Regions from separate parts of the Zea mays genome. Here region 2 is linked to region 1. Evidence: chromatin contacts called from public Hi-C data. All regions are on one chromosome and are shown on one strand. Each heading gives the region's core, a stretch centred on a gene start, on an enhancer-like site or on the middle of the called end of the contact. The rest is flanking DNA. Distances are from core to core; before and after follow the strand shown. Region 1 holds the start of LOC103639133 (SAC3 family protein C). Region 2 holds the start of LOC103639137 (inactive beta-amylase 9).

Region 1 (3,249 bases), core at 461-2,960:
AATCTGATTTTTCTAGCAAATACATGTTGGCATTAGCTATCTCACTTGATGCATCAATAGAGCACAAAAAGTGTGTCCCTGCTGGACTGTTTGCCAAAAAGTTGATTAGATGATGTCCTCTAACATCTGTCCATGAATCTGACATCAATGAGCAGCCATACTCCTTCCACGATTCTTCATGCTTTGCCGTCAGCGATGATGTCCTCTCGACAGCCCTTTCAAGCCACAGAACCCTAATGTCGTGGTACGATAGGCCACGATAGCTAGGGCCATACTGCCCTATCGACTCCAACATGATCTCCCAGCTTCTTGAGTTGACCACGTTCGGTGGAATATTGTTCTCGTACAAGAAATCGACAACGTAGTCATCAACAATTTGTTGGGCCTCCTTCCCTATCTTCGTGCAGTGCTCTAGAGTGGACTGGGAAGCTTTGTTGTTGTGTCGTTCAGCAATCACTTCTTCTGGGCTCTTGCAAAGCATGGCAGCTACTGATTTTCTACCTTTTTGAGTAGTTGGCTTCGGAGGAGCAGAGACAACAAAGGAGCATCGTCTTCTCCTTCTATACCTTCATCGTCATCCAAAACAAGTGCAGACCTTGTGTTCTTCTTAAGATAAGCTCGCATGTCCTTTGAAACAACCTCTGGGACCCTTGCACACTTCATCGTATCGCCCAATCCGCCGACGAGGTGCTGTTTGAACCTCTTTATTCTAGAGGGCACCACTTTCATGCAAAAGATACATTGCACGAACTCCTTCTTAGACGGATCATGCCACCAACCGAACTTCCAGCCAGGTCTTGTGACTTAGCCTTCTGCTTCGAATCGTTAGCTTGTTGAGCAAGGTCTGAAGGCAGACCTACTATTGCCTTGTCAGCAAGCGTGCTTGAGTCTGCAGCAGTTGACGACGCCGACGGAACATGGTTTGTGCTGCCGTTCAACCACAGAGGACGCCTTCCCTCGAGCAATTTGGGACTACGAGAAGATGACTTGAACAGCAATAGCACGACGTCCATCACCATGATGTCCATGCATATCTGCGACGTCAAACATCTTAATAGCAGCTCTGCCTCCAGAGTCCAGACCTTGCTGAACAAAGAGGAATGAAGAACAGAGGGGGGAGAGAGCAGAGAACAAAGAGTGAAGAATAGGCAAAAGCAACACAACATCCATACCTTCAGAAGAGCTGCTCATCTTCAGTTGGACTGCTCAGTTGCTGTTTTCGCGACTAAATTGGCGGAGAAGGTTGTTGTTGCTACTGACTACTCACGTCTAAAATGGCTTTTGGCCTCCCAGACAACATTTAAAGGACTGGCTGACTGCTCAAGAAGGGATTGGACGTCCTTGGCCTCCTCGAGACAACATTTAAGCCTAAAATGGCTTTTGGACTACCAGGCTTATCGACTGATCGCTCAACACGGTGATTAATCGCTATAAATCGCGATTAGGCGGACGATAAGGACGATCAACTACCCTGATCGAATCGTTACCTCTTATCGAGCACTAACAACCGATCAGACCGACTAATCGCGACTAATCACGATTAGTCGGACGATACGTAATCAGAGATAGTGAACACTATTATGTCCAAGAGATGTGCCGAATAATTGATATGGAACACTATTCATGTTTCCTGCAAATCCAACGATATGATAGAAACAAATCCTTTACAAACATCTCCCTTCGTATAATTCCTTCAGAGAGACTGCATTGCAAAAAGTGACCACGAGGCAGTTTAAACAGTTGACTGAGCCGCTACTCCAGCTGGCTTCTTCGGCCATTTGCGAAGTACCTCCCCAGCAGGCCAGGGCCTCGAGAGCCAGTTAGCCATGGATCGCCGCGGCGAGGCGAGCCACCGTGGCCGGAGTTCCTACCGCGGCCGAGGCTGGCGAGGACGCGGACGCGGCGGCGGCCGCCCCTCCCCATCACCACCTTCCTCCACCGCCTCCCCTGCGGCGCTCAACCCCGTCCCGTCTCTGACCCCGGCCGTTCCTGTCGACGACGCAGCGCCGATCATGGGCACCTGCCCCGACATGTGTCCAGGTAACCCCTCCGCTCACATGGGCGCCAGCCTCTGTTCGGCGAAGGCGATGAAACCAGCCGGCAGCCGGGTTGGTGTTGCCGTGGCGCCAACGCGCACCACCTGTTCGACCAAATTGCGCGAGCTGCAGCTCAGTTGGATCAATTGTCGCCTTGTCGGTGCTTGGGCTTATGGCTGCCGTGTTTTCCGTTGCAGCGAGGGAACGAGCGCAGAGAGAGCGGCTGAGGGACCTGGCTGTGCTTGAGCGGGTGGACGGCGACCCCGCGCGCACGTCTCTCTCCCTCGCCGTCAAGAAAGTGAGTCATCTATTCGCTCATGCTTATACCCTTTTCCTGTTGGCCCTGCGTCTATTCATGCTAATGTGTAAGGTTAACTCTTTCTTGCTTGTCCTTCTGCCCGTATATGCTTGACTGCTTGTAATCTTCCCCCGATGCAAATGGCCTAACCAGCTTGGCTTTTCCGTGTGTTAGTTAGGTTAGCTCTGCTCTCTGTGGATTTATGGCGTTGGATGCTATTGTTGATGGAATTGTCAACTTTTTTCTCACAGGGAGATCCATGCGTTAGGAACCGTGGCTGCAACTGGTGAACTCTTTACGTTAGTTGCCAACTTTTGTTGCATTGCATATGCCACCCATGACAGCACCTGCCTTCATATGCAAATGGTCCTACATATATTAGTTAGGCTAGCATTTCCTTTTGCTTTGGGATTCCCTCTTTTTCAACTTATCAGATAGGAGACAATCCTGTGTGCCTGAAAAGCTCAAATGGAAGATCAGCAAAGGATAGGCCTTTGTAAAAGAATTCTGCTTAACTTAATTTGCCATCAGACTTTCAGAGAAAGAAGAATGTGTTTGATAGTAGGTGATGGTAAATGATCAAAGAGCTTTTCTGTAGCAGTGGAGCAGCCTAGCAGATCATTAGAGACACATATGTTTTTGTCAAGGGCGTTAGGCCCTAGGGTAGCTGGACATCGGCTCCGGAGTTCGTAGCCACGATCCGTGGTTGGGGGAGGCGAGGTTTTGCCCCTCAGCACACCCGGTTGGCTGGAGAAGAGGAAGGGAGATTAGGGAATAGTTCTTTCTTGATTTCTGGTGTCCCGATTACAAGCTAATATAAGTCTACCGGCTAAACAAACTCAGAGATAATTGCTCCTAAATCTAAGGACTAAGCCAACCGGCTAAACAAACTCCGAGCTAATTGCTCCTAAATCT
Region 2 (3,249 bases), core at 374-2,873, 240 kb before region 1:
CTGTAATTCAAAATCAGTTTATTTTTGATTTGGTGTCAGGGCAAATCTGAACCAATTCTGTAATTCATAGTTCGAGAAGGCATTTTCCACAATTGTGCGCATTATGGTTCACTTCGTCTTGTGCTAAATCAAACTTCTAACTTCGGTCAAGTTTGTGGAAAAAAGTACTGCTACTTGATATTGTAGTATTAAAATAAGTCACCCAGTTCTGCAAGAACACAGTACTATGCTCTATGTTCAGTTAGGGTGTGTTTCTTACCAGAGAGCCAGGCTAGCAAGCTAAGGCTGACTAGCCAGTCTTGCTTTGCATGGGATAATAATAGGAGAAAACCATTTGTGTGGTTCGCCTGCCTATCTAAGATCTTGGCAGGATAGTTTTGGTACTGTCGCCTCTTCTGTTGGGGTGTTTTTTAGATCTATCGCCTCACACCATTCGTCCATGCTGACATCTTCATTGAACATCTAATGCTCTCGTCGGACCACCGCACTCGCTGCTGCCGCCTTGCTCGCGTCTCGCCGACCCTCCCCTCTCATTTCAGTTGGACAGGCTGCAGGTGGTGTGGCCGAGGCCCGGCCTGCCCCACGATGACCGTGAGGGGACGCCAGTGCTGCTTCCTAGCCAAGTCCGGCCAACTGGATCTGGAAAGGCCCGCCCCTTGTTTTTTGTCGGAGCCTGGCCTGAGCGTGGCGTGGTCACGAAGCCAGGCTACATGGACGGTCGTCTCCTGCCGTTCCCAGCTGCTCCTTCATCAGCATCGGACCAGTAGATTTGAGCAGACGCAAGCATTTGGCAAAGTTTTTGGGTTCTTGTTCAACTTGGAAAACCTCGGATGAAGCTGATCTTTAGATTTGCTGCAAAATTTCCGTGTATATATTTTCTCACGAGAACTCATCCGATATTAACATTTTTTTTGCCATGAAAGGAGACGTGTCCACGGCATCTCCCATCATGGATTCCCCTTCCCCAGACTGGTTGGTCCTGGATCGATATCCAAAAGCAGCTTCGCATGGCGCGGAAAGCCACCACCGTCGCATGCAGACCGCAGGAAGAGCCCGGAAACGAACGCATCGTCCCCAAAATCGGCGGCGCGGCGCCGTGAACCGGTGGCCACAAACGCGGCTCGGGTCAGCGATTCTTCGCCTCCCAGCCACACCCACACCTACACGTCGGCGACACGCGGGCACGCGCCCGGCTCCGTATACCCTAGTCTGCGTGGTGCCTCCGCGTTCCTACGTGGCGCCCTTATCCACAAGTTACTATGGATGGTGCCGAGTGACGGAAACGCCCTCAAACTGTCCCCACGTTCCGAGGAAGAGTGTCGGATCCGCCAGGGCCCACGCTCCGACGCTCGTCTTTTCCAAGGTAGTCCCACGGTCCCACCCGCACCCACCTCGTCATTCGACCTGGGCGGCAAGTATCTCTGACGCGATAGAGCGGGAAGGCCCCACCCGCTAGTGAGGCGGTAAGAGCACACGGCGCAGGAAAACCCGGCGATAAACTTGCCTAGCAAGTAGCACCTGACCTCCTGCATTATTTGCGGCGCGCTGGCCTCCTGCATTATTTGCGGCGCGCTGGACTCCTGCCACGTGGCACCGCCCTACTGTTCCTCGGCTGTCACCTGCCCTGCTCTCGTCTCCCATAAATAGGCCCGCGCGAAAAATTGGGTGCAAAAAATCTGTACCACTACTACCGCCAAGCGAACCAACCAGAAAAGTGCAAAGCGCAGCGACCGACGCGTCCCGACCAGCTGCTGACGCGGCAGACACAGGGCACTAGGACAGCAGCCAATAATGGAGGCCGCGCTGATGCACCAGACGGCGGCAACGGTGCCTGCGAGGTGGCGGTGCGTGGGGGACGCGTCGCGGGCTGGCCGCGGCCAGCAGCTAGCCGGCGTCGTCCGGCTCGGCGCGGCGCGGCGTGCAGCCAGCGGGGCTCTCCCTGTCCTCCGGGGCAGCAGGCTGCCGGGCCCCGTGCGGGCGCTCGTCTCCGAGTCCGAGTCCGAGGCCGCCGCCGAGCGGGCGGCGGATGGCGCGGTGAGGCTGTTCGTGGGCCTCCCCGCGGACGCGGTGGTCTCCGACGGCCGCGGGGTGAGCCGCTCCAGGGCCGTCTCGGCGGCGCTGCGCGCGCTCAAGCTGCTCGGCGTCGACGGCGTGGAGCTGCCGGTGTCCTGGGCCGCCGTGCAGCCCGGGTCCGGGGCCTGGTTCGAGTGGGCCGGGTACCGCGCCGTCGCCGCCATGGTCCGCGACGCGGGGCTCGACCTCCGCGTCTCGCTCCGCACCGACGGCGACGCGCTCCCCGAGTGGGTGGCCGACGCTGCCGCCGCCGACCCCGACGTGCTCTTCACGGACCGCTCCGGGCGCCGCCGCGTCGGGTGCATCTCCTTCGCCGTCGACGAGCTCCCAGTGCTCGTCGGCAGGTCGCCGCTCCAGGCCTACGAGGCCTTCTTCCGCAGCTTCGCTGAGGAGTTCAACGACTTGTTGGGGTCAACAGTTACGGTAAGACAAATCCAAGATTTCCTCGTTTAGTTTCTTTTAGTTTGGGAAACTAAATCTTTTTTCTTAAGCTTAACTAGGTATATGCTCGTGCGTTGCAACGGACGACACTTATACACGCATAGATCATTATTTAGTGTTACTATCAAGAATCAACTTAACAATCGTAACAAATGTCAAAGTCTGTCATTTCGAACAATCAAAATGAATGCCTCACGATTGAAGGCCCTTTCTTTACCTCCTCTGTTTTTACTCCACGCCTCACGCCTGTTTATCTAGAAACATAAATATCACTTGCTCTGTTCTTAGTACTCACTTCCATTCCCTGTGCCCAAAGAGTTTAAAAGTTAATCACAGGTGCTACAGACATCATCATACCAGCCAAATCAGAAAGAAAGTTAAAAAAAGAACTTGCTTTCTGCTCTTTCTGAATTCGACGGTGCCATTGGTTTCTGTGTTCAGAAAATGGGAACTGTATGTATGTTCTGGCCTCTGCATCCTCAGCGCACTTGGCATCTCTTTTGTTACCACTGCACGTCATCGTAAACGCAGGGTCGATGGTTTCAGCCTTTGAAGTAATAAGGGGTGTTTGAATGCGCTAGAGATATTACTTAACTGTTTAAATTAGCTAAAGACATCAGCTAATAGTTCAACTATTAGTTATTTTCAGCAAATTAGCTAGTAGTTAACTAACTATTTATTAGCTACCTAATTCTCCTAGCGATTTTTTATTAATACGATGCAAGCTACCAAAAG

The links. A called contact is a pair of places that touch in the nucleus more often than the background predicts.
Region 2: a Hi-C map of bundle sheath shows a contact between it and region 1, with 2.6 times the contacts expected there. The contact joins the promoter of LOC103639137 here to the promoter of LOC103639133 in region 1. A contact is called at or near these places in 2 of 25 Hi-C or Micro-C datasets (bundle sheath and ear).

What each region holds. Positions count from the first base shown.
Region 1 is chr9:134,900,991-134,904,239 of Zm-B73-REFERENCE-NAM-5.0, reverse strand. It overlaps LOC103639133 (SAC3 family protein C), which reads left to right and starts at 1,710. Exons shown (of 8, transcript XM_008661929.4): 1 at 1,710-2,040; 2 at 2,234-2,334. The coding sequence starts at 1,827.
Region 2 is chr9:135,141,929-135,145,177 of Zm-B73-REFERENCE-NAM-5.0, reverse strand. LOC103639137 (inactive beta-amylase 9) reads left to right here and starts at 1,623. Exons shown (of 2, transcript XM_008661933.2): 1 at 1,623-2,496. The coding sequence starts at 1,792. It overlaps LOC103639136 (a long non-coding RNA gene), which reads right to left. Exons shown (of 4, transcript XR_002264891.3): 3 at 2,872-3,023; 4 at 2,661-2,818. LOC103639138 (a long non-coding RNA gene) reads left to right here. Exons shown (of 2, transcript XR_559253.4): 2 at 40-413.